Linked DNA regions of Mus musculus: region 1 is linked to region 2. Evidence: chromatin contacts called from public promoter capture Hi-C data. All regions are on one chromosome and are shown on one strand. The core of a region is the stretch at or near the end of the contact, and the rest is flanking DNA. Distances in the headings are between cores, read along the strand shown.

Region 1 (7,331 bases), core at 2,039-4,538, 780 kb after region 2:
TGGTCCCTCCAGCTAACCACGGCCATTTGGCAGGCCCAACTTCAACGCTGTGTCATCACAGCCAAATTAGAACCATCCCACATGTGTAACAACATGGACAAGATACACTGTGTCTAGGGAAAAAAAAGTTTAACAAAAATATTCACACTCGTGCTAAAGAACCCAATAACCTCTCTACACGAACACTGGCTGGCTCATCCCATGCCCCTTCCTCTTGCTTAGGTCGCTCTACACTGGCCTCCTAGAATTTTTCAAGCTGATTCCCCCTCCTACTTCTGCTGCCTAGAATGTTCCTCTCCGAAGGGAACCGCTCAGCCCATGCAGTCTTTCCTCAGAGAGGCCATTTCTGCACCCTCTGGCCTAACCTCACCCCCAGAGGTTTTTCTTTGAAGCACTTCATTATCTTTTTATAGGCCTCATGGAGATGGAACTCTGAAGAGACGCTTGCCTCTCTGCTTCCCAGTGTACTAACTAAATCTCCATTTCTGCTTTTCACTTCTGATTTGGCTCTTTTAATTGGCTTACTGAGCACATGAGACCAGACCTGGCTTAGGGCACTGGTTGTGACCCACAATCGAAACCAACTTCAGCTCACAGGTTTATTGGTCCCATGACTCTGTTTCTCCTTTCGATGCCCAGGGCCAGGCCTGCCTTGAAACTGACAGCCAACAGAAACTTCCTAGCTGGGCCACTAACAAGATGAACAAGGAAATGAGCCAAGTGGGAATCTGACACCGAAGGAAACAAAATTTAGATTTTTAAATGCTATTAGATTACCTTTCATTACTGTGACCAAAGGCGGTTCAAGTGAATAAATGATTCTAATAAATTTTTCAGAACTCCTTTCATTTTAATTATTTATATGAATAAAATAAGCTACGTTAGCATGTTCACCTTAGACTCAGAACATTTTTCGAGCATTTCCTTCACTCATGGTCTCTTCTACTGTGAAACTTGTATCAATATTACACTTTTCATTCCTTACTTGTTGGGGAAACTATTCAAAGAAACATCTGCTCAGCCTAACTTTTTACTCATTTGTTTATTTATTTTTTTATTTTGTATTTCTTTTTACCTCGGAACCAGGCAGTCGGCTCTCTGCAGAGTTGTGGCATCAAGTTCAAAAAGGGACGCGATGTCATTTCCGTGTGGGACTGAAACCAGGGTGTACATGATCTTCTCCCCTGCCTGGCGTTTTTTCTTTGGTGTTGGAATCTCCCCGTCTTTCTGTGGAAGAGGTCCAAGGTTATTCACATTTAGTGTTAACTGCTCCAGCTAATAGGGACATAAGGTGTGAGCTTGCTCACCGTTCCTTCACTGGGTTACAGGAGTGTCTATCCTGAATCACCCTTCAGAAGACCAGGGCTCACAGCCTTTGTAATGATTATGGGCAGTTGTACAGCCTATGTTCCCGGGAGGGGTAGTCTAATCTGAGCATGCCCTTGGGCACAGCAGTTATGGCTCCTTCTCTGGTGGCTGTATACCAATTTACAACATAAGGATTTGATCCTCCACATTTAAGTCACCAGAACTCTCTAAATGCCACGGACTCAAGAAGACATACAAATGACCAGTGACTATAGGAAAACATGCTCAGTTATGTGTGTGTGGGGGGGGGGAGGTAAATCAAAACCACAGCAAAGCAGACAGCCTCCCAGGCTAGGGACATGATGACCTAAGTCCAGAGATAAATGGCCAAAGGTCAGAGCAAGGGAACCCTTGTATCCTGTGGGTGGGATGTAAAGTATTGTGAAAACACATGGCCTGGGGATTCTTCCTGTGGGCATGATGATGTGAGAAAGATGCAGGGTCACGTTCAAGTGCACAAATGCAATCCCCACCTCACAAAGAGACCTGCACCCCAGGCTGGCTGAAGACTAGTCAAAAAGCCATTCATGGAAAAGCCAAAGGCAGACAGACAGACGGACGGATGGACAAACTACAGACAATAGGAAGGAAGGAAAGGAGGAAGGGAGGAAGAAAGTGAGTTAAAGGATGTAGATTCATTGGCCCACAAAAAGAACGTGCAGTTTCAGTCAACTGTGAATGGCAGAGCAGCAGCTTTCTCTGGAGGCTCCAGACTGTGAAACCACAGCACTGACTGCCAGTAACAGAGGCAGGAAGGTTGGGGGGGGGGGCAGGGGATGGAGGGGCACGTGACCCTCTTGTAAAGAACCAAAGGAAGAACTTGTGCAACATAAAACACTTCCCTCCCTTTCTCCTTCCTTCCTTCTTTTTAGACAGGGTCTCCCTAAGCAGCCCAGGCTGGCCTCAGACTCACAGCAGCCTTCCTGCTTCAGCCTGCCAAATCTGGAGTTAAGACCATGAGCAGCCGCTCCCAACTGGAGTTCCCTCTCAAAGACAGAGGCTGCCATAAGCTCTGATGTTAAAGACAGCACTGATTATGGTGAAGAAGGTGGCAGAAGGAGACTAAGTCAGAGTGGGGGGGGGGGGTCCCAATACTTGAGACGCAGAAGCAGGGGGATCTCTGTGAGTTCTAGGCCAACCTGGTAGCCTCTCCTCCAAAATGAATTCCAGAACAGAAGAGTTTTACAGAGAAACCCTGTCTCAAGGGAAAGGAGTGTGGGGCAGGGATAGGAAGTTTGTTTTCAGTTACATCCTTAGGGACATAAAAACTTTCAGAGAATCGAGCATACTCAAGCTGGGGCAACAAGCTGTTAGCAGAGCTTGTGGATTCTACAAGTCTATTGACACCAAGAGAATCACAGATACGTCGAGCACTGTTCCTTTAGAGGAGGTGACCAAGAATGTAAGAGCACAGAGCTGAAAAGCCAGCTCCTAAACGATCTTCCTGGACACTAGGCAGTGAGATCCAGCAATATCTCAGTCCACTTGCTGCTGTTGCAACCGAGCCCCACAGACCTGGTAATTTCTTAGGTCTCGATTCTGGAAGCAGGGGGCTAAGCACACGGAGGTGTCAGCTCTGAGGGCCTTGGTGCTACATTGTGACATGGAGACTACCACCCCATGAGCCAGAACCACCAAGCCCCAGCCTGGTTCTGCAACAAGCCACGCTAACACACTAGCCCAGGAATCCGGGAGTGAGGTCTCTCCATCACTGACTCCTCATGCCCACTTCTCCCAGAGAGCCCCACCCCACTGTGACATTGACGATCAAGTTTCCAACACAGGCAGGACATTCAAAGGACAGTAGGCCATAAGGGGCTTATGTAGACAGGAGATGCTATAATCAAAATACTACTGAGCTCAGGGAGACCAGCTTTTCTGAGTTACACAAAAGGAGAGCCAGATTGCAACAGTCTGGTGTAGAAAAGAAGTTGCAGTGTTCTTGGAAAAGTACTGTATCACTAAAAGGAATGCATTGTGTCACAGTTTGCTGACTGAGCTCTCCTCCACTTAGTATAACCCAGCTTTTGATGCCCATACTCTTTGGGGGAAAATGTGCTAAACGGATGCAGCTATTTAGGGCTATTTGACAGTGTAGCCTGTACTTCAGTCCTCTGTAAGTTCATACTGGGGTTCAATCCTCTCTTCACCCCACTTTTGAAATGCTAACCAGAGGATTTTCTAGAATGACAAGATGTCAGGTCTAGATTACTCTACTGCTCTTCTTGGTAATGTCTCTCTCGGGGACCCAACCAGAGTAGCCAGGACCCTCTCTGTATTTTGACACTTGCACTGCAATGATTCTTTTCAAAATATGTATTTTTAAAATGTGCTAATTAGGGTTAATTAAAACAAACCACTGCAAATTGTTAATAGTATTGGAGACTTGTGGCTTTATTGTAACTACATAGAACACATGGAGTGTGTTCTCCTTCTCCATCCTTCCCATTGGCCTTTGCAAAAATAGTTCTAATGCATAGAAAATGTCTGTTCATAAATAATTTCACAACTGTGTATGTGGAAGAGCATCCGACATGCCTACATGACTTTTACAAGAGCCTTGTTGGAAGCTTCCTGCTTCGACTCTCCCACGCTCTGGCTAGTTTATTTAACAAACTCCATTTCATAAACAGTTTGGAAGTAAGCATCAAGACTGCCCCTTAGAATTTTTAAGCAATTAAATATGTATAATGCATTATGAGCATAGCAGGCACCTGGAAGCTGTTTTTCTAAGGAGACTCCACCCTTGAGTCACCGGCTGGCTTAAGACAGGATGGAAGCCTGGCCTCTCCAAACACCTTGCATTTCTGTCTTCTTCATTTCCACTCAGACCCTGCACGTAGGCACTACACACTCAAAGAACGTCTGTATCCCTTACCTATCTCGGTACCCTCAGAGACTAAAGGCACAGAGACATCATTGTCCTGAGCCTGCAGCCACCTTGGATCCCGAGAGAAACCCACAAAGGACACACAGTCCCCCAGTGAGGCGAGTACCAATGAGGGCATTCAGCTACACTCTCAACAGAAGCGATCATTTTGTGGGAACGGAGTGGTGCACTCAACAGTAACTTCTTCATACCTCCTGTGGAACCTGGTCTGAGAAGTGGTGACCAGACTGAGCCCTGACCAGGGCTGCATGGTTACATCTAGGTCGTCCTCTGTTTAGAGCCAAGGCTCCTGTCAGGACCTTGAAGACAGGCGAGCTCACTGGCCTCTTTCACCTGCTCTTCCTCCCACTGTAGCCACACTGAAACGTCCCCTCCCTCTGCTTTCCCTCTCAGTCTTCTCTCTAATTCTTGTGTCAGGATGTCAAGCCCAGCCTGTCAAGGCTGCCAGAGTCACCAGAAAGCTTTAGTTATACACATACTAATGAGTGTAGCTTCGATAATAGAAAGGTAACCCTGCCTCTTTACAGCATAAAGAAAATTCTGTCCAAACTCATGAGCTTTGTGGATTCTGCTTATAAAACCCTCGATATTTAAGGGGACAAAAAAGGGGACACAGGAACTGTAGCTCCCTGCAGAGAATTGTGGAAGTGTCACAGTTTGCCTGCCATCATAAAAATGGAAAAGTAACCAAGGGAGCTTAAACAGGTGCCAGTTCACCGCCAGGAAGCTCTCTCTGACACACACCCAGCTCAGGAGCCCGGGTCTCAGATCGCCACCTGGTTGCTTATTAGCACATGCTAGTTGCTTACCAAACAGGCATGTTTCATAAATTTGTGTATGTGTGGGTGTACATGGGAGTGTGTGTGCATGTTTCCATGTGTGGGTGCAGGAGTGTGTGTATGTGAGTGTGTGAGTGTGTATGAGTGTGAGTATATGTATATGAGTGTGTGTGTATGAGTGTTTATGAATGTGTGTATTGTGTGAGTATATGTGTATGGTTATAGGTGACTGCGAGTGTGTATATGTGTGTATGAGTGTGTGGATATGTGAGTGTGTGTGAGTATCAGTGTGTGTGCATGTTCTCATATGTAGGTGCAGGGTGTGTATAGGTATGTGAGTGTCTGTGTGAGTATATGTATGTATGTGTATATGAGTGTGTATGTGAGTATGTGTGAGTGTGAGTATGTGTGTATGAGTGTGTGTCTATGAATATGTGTATGTGTATATGTGAATGTATGTGTATGGATATAGGTAAGTGTGTATGTGTGTATGAGTGTGTGGGTATGTGAATGTGTGTAAGTATAAGTGTGTATGCATTTTCTCACATGTAGGTACAGGTGTATCTATGTATGTGAGAGAGAGTGTGTATATGTAGGGGTGTGTGTGTGTGTGTGTGTGTGTGTGTACCAGAGGTCAATCTTGAACCTCAATTTTTGGAGACAAAGTCACTAGAAGTTAGATCTTGACAAGTAGGCTAGACTGGCTGGCCAGCAATCCCCAAGGACCTGCCTGTCTCCCCACAATGCTGCAGTGACAGGCAGGCACCACCATAGCCAGCTATTTTTAAGTGGTGCTGAGGTTGAACTCTGGTCCTCATGCTTGCAAAGCAAGCACTTGACTGACTAAGTTGTCTTTCAACCCCAGATGGCATTCTTTTTAAACTAGAAAGAAAAAGCACCGATCTCTGGGGCTGCATAGGGAGGGCTGCACAGGGAAGGCTGCACAGGGAAGACTGCACAAGGAGGCACTGCACAGGGAAGGCTGCACAGGAAGGGTTGCACAGGGAGGCACTACACAGGGAGGTACTGCACAGGGTGGGCTGCACAGGGAGGCACTGCTCAGGGAGGCACTGCACAGGGAGGGCTACACAGGGAGGCACTGCACAGGCTGGGCTGCACAGGCTGGGCTGCAAAGGGAGGCACTGCACAGGGTGGACTGCACAGGAAGGCACTGCACAGGGTGGGCTGCACAGGGAGGCACTGCACAGGGTGGGCTGCACAGGGAGGCACTGCACAGGGTGGACTGCACAGGAAGGCACTGCACAGGGTGGGCTGCACAGGGAGGCACTGCACAGGGAGAGCTGCACAGGGAGGCACTGCACAGGGTGGGCTGCACAGGGAGGCACTGCACAGGGTGGGCTGCACAGGGAGGCACTGAACAGGGAGGCACTGCACAGGGAGGGCTGCACAGGGAGGCACTGCACAGGGTGGACTGCACAAGAAGGCACTGGACAGGGTGGGCTGCACAGGGAGGCACTGCACAGGGTGTGCTGCACAGGGAGGGCTGCACAGGGAGGCACTGCACAGGGTGGACTGCAACAAGAAAGCACTGCACAGGGTAGGCTCCACAGGGAGTCACTGCACAGGGAGAACTGCACAAAGAGGGCTGCACAGGGAGGGACTGCATAGGGAAGGCTGCACACTGCCCAAGGAGGGCTGCACAGGGAGGCACTGCACAGTGAGGGTTGCACAGGGGGCACTGCACAGGGTGGGCTGCACAGGGAGAGCTGCACAGGGAGGCACTGCACAGGGTGGACTGCACAGGGAGGGCTGCACAGGGAGGGCTGCACAGGGAGGGCTGCACAGGAAGGCACTGCACAGGGTGGGCTGCACAGGGTGGGCTGCACAGGGAGGGCTGCATAGGGAGGCACTGCACAGGGTGGGCTGCACAAGAAGGCACTGCACAGGGTGGGCTACACAGGGAGGCACTGCACAGGGAGAGCTGCACAGGGAGGGCTGCACAGGGAGGCACTGCACAGGGAGGGCTGCACAGGGAGGGCTGCACAGGAAGGCACTGCACAGGGTAGGCTGCACAGGGAGAGCTGTACAGGGAGGGCTGCACAGGGAGGCACTGCACAGGGTGGGCTGCACAGGGAGGCACTGCACAGGGTGGGCTGCACAGGGAGGGCTGCAGAGGGAGGCACTGTACAAGGAAGGCTGCACATGGAGGGCTGCACAGGGAGAACTGCACAGAGAGGCACTGAACAGGGAGGCACCGCACAGGGAGGCACTGAACAGGGAAGGCTGCACAGGGAGGCACTGCACAGGGAGAGCTGCACAGGGAGGGCTGCACA
Region 2 (6,615 bases), core at 269-2,768:
GCTCACGCTCTGCACAGCTAAATTTCCATAGACAGCCCAGCACCACCTGTCCAGAGATCAGTGCCACCCACAGCGGGTGCGGCCTTCTACATCAGTCACTAACCAAGACAATCCCCCACATGCTTGCTCACAGGCCTATCTGATTGATCTGGGACAAACTGACAGTTAACAGATAACCAAGACATGTGGGAACAGGGGTGCCTATGACCAGGAACATGGTTAAGATGGTAAAGTACTCACCTGCCATCCAAGATACATGGGGTTTGATTCCCAATACCGTATATACAGAGCTTAGTTACATAGGTTCATATCACCCGCACTTTGGAGGTAGAGGCTAGAGAATCAAAGTCTTAGGCTGTTCTGGACGGCACAAGTTCAAGGCAGGTTGGGATAGATCTGACTCAAGAAATAAATAATTTCTTTTTAATCTGAAGCTATGGCTTCTCCATCAGGCCAGACTGTACCCCCCAAGCTGTGCGCTAAAACAAACACTCTCTTCCATAAAAAAGAAAAAAATCAACAAGGTATGGTGGTACATCTCTGCAGTCCCAGCTACTCAGGAGGCCAGAGGAGTGACCACAATTTGAGCCTAGAAGTTCCCAACTTAATGGAATCACACACACTAAAAGAATAATTGTATTACCAGTAAGAAAACTAAATCTCAGCAAGGTGGTTTTAAAAATCTTGTTTGATCCTAGTTACATAAAAAAATCATAAATGTATACACACAGGGATGAAGGACAGCCAGTATTTCTCTCTAGCTTGTAAAATTTCCATTTTACTATTTGAAAGTTCAAATCCATTCTTGGTTACAGGGAGAGTCAAGTCCAGGGTGGGATACAGAAGTTTATGCCAATAAAATAAAATAAAATAAAATAAAATAAAATAAAATAAAATGGCACAACATGCTATATAGCCTTCAATTCAATTATGTGCATTTGGATATCCTGAGGAAGGAAGGTATGTCCACTGATCCCCACCAGGCACAGTGCATACCTATAGTCCCAGCACTGATGCAAGCTAAGACAAGAGTTCACCTTACATCATCCCGAGCCAGCCAGAGCTACATACCCCAACCCAGATGACTGTTCAGGAAGACTCTCAAACGGATGCTGGCTTCCCAGGATGTACATAACTGGTGCCCAGAAACTCGTGTCTTTGGAAGAAGGGCCATCTGCCTTTCTCTTAGGTCTGGCCAGAGATCTTCTCTGCACCAGGTAATACGAGGCGAGGTGAGACATGGCAGGATGGTGGGGGGAGTGCACAGCCGCAAAGCCCTCCCCAGGTCACGCATGCGCAGACCAGGGAAGCTTGAGCACCCCACTTGTCCTGCGCAAAGCCGGATGTCAGGGATGCGCAGACCTCCAGTCTCCCGATCCTAAGTTCTCTCCCCTCCAGCCACTCCAGAGCCTTCCCGCCAAATTTACATCCAATCAGAAAGTACCACCGCTTCAAATTGAGCCACATCCAATCGCAAAAAGGACGTGGCGCCTAAGCCTGCCCCCGAGACGCTCTGGACTAATGAGCATCCAGGGAGAAAGCGTTAAGTACCCGGAGCATCCAGCCTGGACCGTTGGGCGCACGAGCGGCGGTTGAGGAGCAGCTCTGAGGATCGGCTGAGGTGCTCTGCTAGGAGTTCAGCATGGTGAGAACAGCCCGAACCGGGGTGGGACCCACGGGAGGGAGAACGCCATCTCCTCAGAGTCTGGGGTCCTGTGAGGGTGAGCAAGCGAAGCGGCTGGGAGCCCGCTTCTCCTCTCCCAGGTCCCCGGCAGGGGGTGGGGTGGGATGGGGGTGTTAGGTCTCAGAGCCTGGCATCTCCTCATGGCCCAAACTCTCTCAAGAGGGAGATGCACCTTGGGGTGCAGAACCTGCCTGGAGTCCCAGCCCAACAGCACCTGACAAAAGAGGCACAAGAGTTCCAGCCTTAGCCTCGTCCGATTCCAGTCTCGAGAGTGCCGAGATGGGTTTTTGGAAAGGGAACTTTTGTGTTTTCTGATGCCAGTGCCCTTGACTGAGAAAACAATCAATCGCCTGGGTTCCAGAAGATTCTAGAAGCTACCAAGCTTTCTGGCCTAATGCTCACCATAGGAAAGTGAAAGTGAAAGTGACCGAGCCCAGACAGCTTCAGTTTGGAAATTTAAGAGTCTCTCACGGCCTTTGCTGGTCCCTAGCTTACTGTGCAGGGGGAAATCCTCCAGACTCTGATAGTCCTGCCCTCTGCCTTCTCTGTCAGAATCACAGATGTTGGCCACCAAACTTCCCAAAGAAGTTTTTGTATTTTGTGCCTGCAGCTCCTTGTCATGTTAGGTGGTTTATAAGTGGAATCATTTGTGCCCTTTAGAAGGTATATGAGCTATGGTGTGGCATGCCACAGTCCCAAACACTATGCAGGCAGAGGTAGGGAACTTGGATGCCCAAGACTAATCTGAGGTAGTGAATTTGAGACCAGCACAGGCTACAAGACCTTAAGGGGGAAAACATAAAACTGAGAACCTTTCTTAAGTTTTTGGTTTGTTTTAAAATGTGTAGGTGTGTCTTTGGGAAGTGTGTGTTCATGACTGCCATTTCCCAGAGAAGCCAGAGAGGGCAGTGACTATCCAGAGGCTGCAGTCATGGGCAGTCCCTGAAAGAGGAGAACTTAACAAACAAACCATCTCTCCTGCCCTAGGCAGGGAACTTTTTAAAATATCTATATTCACTCAAAAGGAACACATGCTAACAAATACCAAATGAGATCTAGGTCTAAACAGCCGGAATGTGTTTGTTTTTTTTGACAGGGTCTCATGGTAAACTCAAACTTGTCTCCCTGCCTTAGCCTCATAATTGAGCTAGTTCCTGTCTTGTATCACCACACCTGGCTTGATCATTATTTTTTCATTAAGAAATGTATTGAGAAGGCACTTCAGCCCCCATCCTTTTGTTCTTATGGTGAAATCCTTGCCGTGCATGGAATTTGGCAACATATTCTAACTTGATTTCTGTTGCTGGGATAAAAACACCAGAGCGACTTTTAGGAGGAAGGGGTTTATTTGACTTCCAGGCTATGTAGTCTGCCAGTGGAAACCCATGCAGGAATGAAGGCAAATTATCTCTGTGAGTTCAAGTCAGCCAGGGAAACATAGTGAGACCTTATCTTAAAACAAAAAAGAGAAAGAAAAGTGGCAGGAAACTAGAACGCAAGATTTTCTAGATGGGCAGATAAAAAACACAGTGACTACCCAGGCTAGGGCTGGGTACCCTGGGACCTATTCTGTCTTTTTTATTAGAGTATATCTTATCCTTTAGACAGGCCACTATTAAAACCACATAGATTATTTTCCAGAGAATTACTGTGACTGTCCATGATGAGCTAATTGTCGACATTGTATGGTGTGCAAGTCTTAAACTTTAATATTTTGAAAAGTGGCAAACATTTATACTCTGGGGTGAACTCCTACTGAAGAGTATGGTTAGCCTCATGTGATGGCTTACATTTCTAATTCTAGAACTTGAGAGGCTGGGGCAAGAGGATTATCACTAGAGAGTTCAGAGCGGAACAAGCTGCTCTCTCTCTCGTGTGTGTGTATGTGTTGAGATATGGTTGGACTTGAATGTACTTACTCTTTCCTTCTGAGAACTGGAATTCCATAATCCTGCACAACCATACCTAGTGGAAGTCAGTTTTAACAGAGATAAAAGGAGTGCCTGAGCATTCTTGGAAATAAAGTTTGAAAATAGACACCAAGGTACTACTCAAAATTGTATAGGTGTGTCATGCAGTTTCATGTTTCTGTTCTGGTTTCCAGCGTGAGTGTATCTCTATCCACGTGGGGCAGGCAGGTGTCCAGATTGGCAATGCCTGCTGGGAGCTGTACTGCCTTGAACATGGTATTCAGCCTGACGGTCAGATGCCAAGCGACAAAACCATTGGCGGCGGGGACGACTCATTCAACACATTCTTCAGTGAGACTGGAGCCGGCAAGCACGTGCCCAGGGCAGTGTTTGTGGACCTGGAGCCCACTGTGGTCGGTAGGTGCTTGGGGCCTGAGTGGAGGCTTTCCTGGGAAACTGGGGTGTCTCGGAAAAGCCCACCGAGACCTGTGCAGAGTAGACAGGATGTACATATACATAGTATGTAGAATTGTGACTTTGTTGGGTGAGAAAATTAAAGTTGTATGAGCTGTATGATATGTGTACTCTTAGTGATATATATTTCCTAGGAGAAACTGTTGACATTTGTGCTTAATGGAATTGAACAGTCCTTGCCTGAAATACTCACACTACGTATGGTCTTTCTCTCTCTAGATGAAGTACGCACCGGAACCTACCGGCAGCTTTTCCACCCAGAGCAGCTCATCACTGGGAAGGAAGATGCAGCCAACAATTATGCCAGAGGTCATTATACCATTGGCAAGGAGATTGTTGACCTGGTCCTGGACCGGATCCGAAAACTGGTAAGAGGGTTGTAGAAGAGGCTTCATATGATGGTTGTCCCGGTCAAGGGGGTCACAGGTAGTGGGGGAGTTATTTTGGCAAAAAGGTTAGAATCAAGAATCTATCATGAGTACCAAAATATTTTACTAGTCTCCACTGAGATGCATCTACAGGTCTTCATTGTATTCAAACCCAGTGCGGCGTCTGTATGGTAGACGATCTGAATTTGCATCAGTTTGTAGAAGTGGAAGTCCTGCATGTGGGGTGGAAGTCGGGATGTGGCTTTGTAGGCACTAGCTTATGTACTCTGGTTTTACCACAGGCCGATCTGTGCACGGGACTGCAGGGCTTCCTCATCTTCCACAGCTTTGGAGGTGGCACAGGGTCTGGGTTTGCATCGCTGCTGATGGAGCGGCTTTCAGTGGACTATGGCAAGAAGTCCAAGCTGGAGTTTGCCATCTACCCAGCCCCCCAGGTTTCTACAGCGGTCGTGGAGCCTTACAACTCCATCCTGACCACGCACACCACCCTGGAGCATTCCGACTGTGCTTTCATGGTGGATAACGAAGCCATCTACGACATCTGCCGGCGCAACCTGGATATTGAACGTCCCACATACACCAACCTCAACCGTCTGATTGGGCAGATTGTGTCATCCATCACAGCCTCCCTAAGGTTCGATGGCGCCCTGAATGTGGACTTAACAGAATTCCAGACCAACCTGGTGCCATACCCTCGCATCCACTTCCCACTGGCGACCTATGCCCCAGTCATCTCTGCTGAGAAGGCATACCATGAGCAGCTGTCAGTAGCAGAGATCACCAATGCTTGCTTCGAGCCAGCCAATCAGATGGTCAAGTGTGACCCTCGCCATGGCAAATACATGGCCTGCTGCATGTTGTACCGGGGGGATGTGGTTCCCAAAGATGTCAATGCGGCTATTGCCACCATCAAGACCAAGCGCACCATCCAGTTTGTAGATTGGTGCCCGACTGGATTTAAGGTAGGACTGGGTGCTATGACAGTTATGTCTGCCAGTAACCATAGGTTCTGCCTCAGGGTCATAGCTTTGGGCAAGCTCATGGCCCTTGCCATGTCAGGCTCCAAAGAAGGCATGAATAGTAATTAGGTTGCTAAGTGACTTTATGCTTCTCCAAATAATTCTGGGTACCCTTTCTTAAAACCATCAATTACCAAACCTTAAGTGGACAGATGAGTTTTCTCAGTCAGTGAGACGTTGAGAAGGGAGGGAGTGTCTTTTACTAGCTTCTACCTATGCCTTACTCAGGTTTCCTCCCGGAGGAACCTCTAGTTCAACAGTAAAGAGCTGGCCTATGGGTTGTACAAGTTAGGGGCTGTCTGCCCCTAAGAGTAGAGTCGACCAACACCAAGTGGACATTATTAATCTCTTAGTTGTGAGGAGTTGAGTTTTGGTTTGTTTATATTTTTATTACTATTTTGGACAATATCACTGTGGTTTACCACACATTCTTTTACAACCATTTACTTGTGCTACTACTGGTAGTAGCTACTGCTAGTTTCCATGTTTAAAAGTGAAGTTTTGGTCTGGCATTCACGGTGGCACATGCATATGATACCAGCACTAGAGAAAGTTCAAGGTCATTCTTTGTCACATAGTGAGGATCAAAACTATGGAAGGCTGAAAAGCTGAACTGTCCCCGAAGCTTAGAAAGCTTTTGAGGTTTGTATTATAAGACAAGAGTTGAGATAGACTATGCCTCCTATAGGTGATCTTTGTCCCACTGCTCCCAGCTCAGGTCTGCCTATGAGCCTGGCTGCAGCTAACAGCCATGTGTTCATGAGGGTGTAAAAGGGTCACCACCTTGGCACATTCCTGGGTGTTTATCATCCTTTACCTCCACCATGTTCTCCTTGGAGTTGACTACTTCATGGGTGTTTTCTACACTGTAAGGCTTTCGTAGGTTTCCTTTTAACTACATATACAACACACTTTGGATAGATTTACATACCAGGATTATAGGATTCTCATTCTTTGTTGTACTGTGTGGGTATATGATGATTCACTATGTTCTGTTTTCAATTTGGCCATTAGTGGGTCAAGTAAGCACTTTACAATCTTTGTAGATGCTGCTTTGTGAAGGTGATTATTCATTCCACAAAGTATTTACGGTTAAGCAGGGTCCACAGTTCCCAGTTTACATTTCTGAGGTCAATATA

The links. Promoter capture Hi-C pulls out the DNA fragments that hold promoters and counts their contacts.
Region 1: a promoter capture Hi-C map of embryonic stem cells shows a contact between it and region 2, with 3 times the contacts expected there. The contact joins the enhancer-like site here to the promoter of Tuba3b in region 2. A contact is called at or near these places in 7 of 39 promoter capture datasets (the 3T3-L1 cell line, cranial neural crest, embryonic stem cells and 3 more) and 1 of 9 other capture datasets (embryonic stem cells).

Annotation. Positions count from the first base shown.
Region 1 is chr6:146,395,838-146,403,168 of GRCm38.p6, forward strand. Itpr2 (inositol 1,4,5-triphosphate receptor 2) reads right to left here. Exons shown (of 57, transcript NM_019923.4): 11 at 1,076-1,227. Among named protein-coding and RNA genes, the nearest start is that of Itpr2, 100 kb to the right of the region's middle. Within about 2 kb of position 3,289, at least 19 of the 459 cell types and tissues checked have an H3K27ac peak or open chromatin away from gene starts, as enhancers often do.
Region 2 is chr6:145,614,445-145,621,059 of GRCm38.p6, forward strand. It overlaps Tuba3b (tubulin, alpha 3B), which reads left to right and starts at 1,519. Exons shown (of 5, transcript NM_009449.3): 1 at 1,519-1,645; 2 at 3,789-4,011; 3 at 4,288-4,436; 4 at 4,739-5,419. The coding sequence starts at 1,643.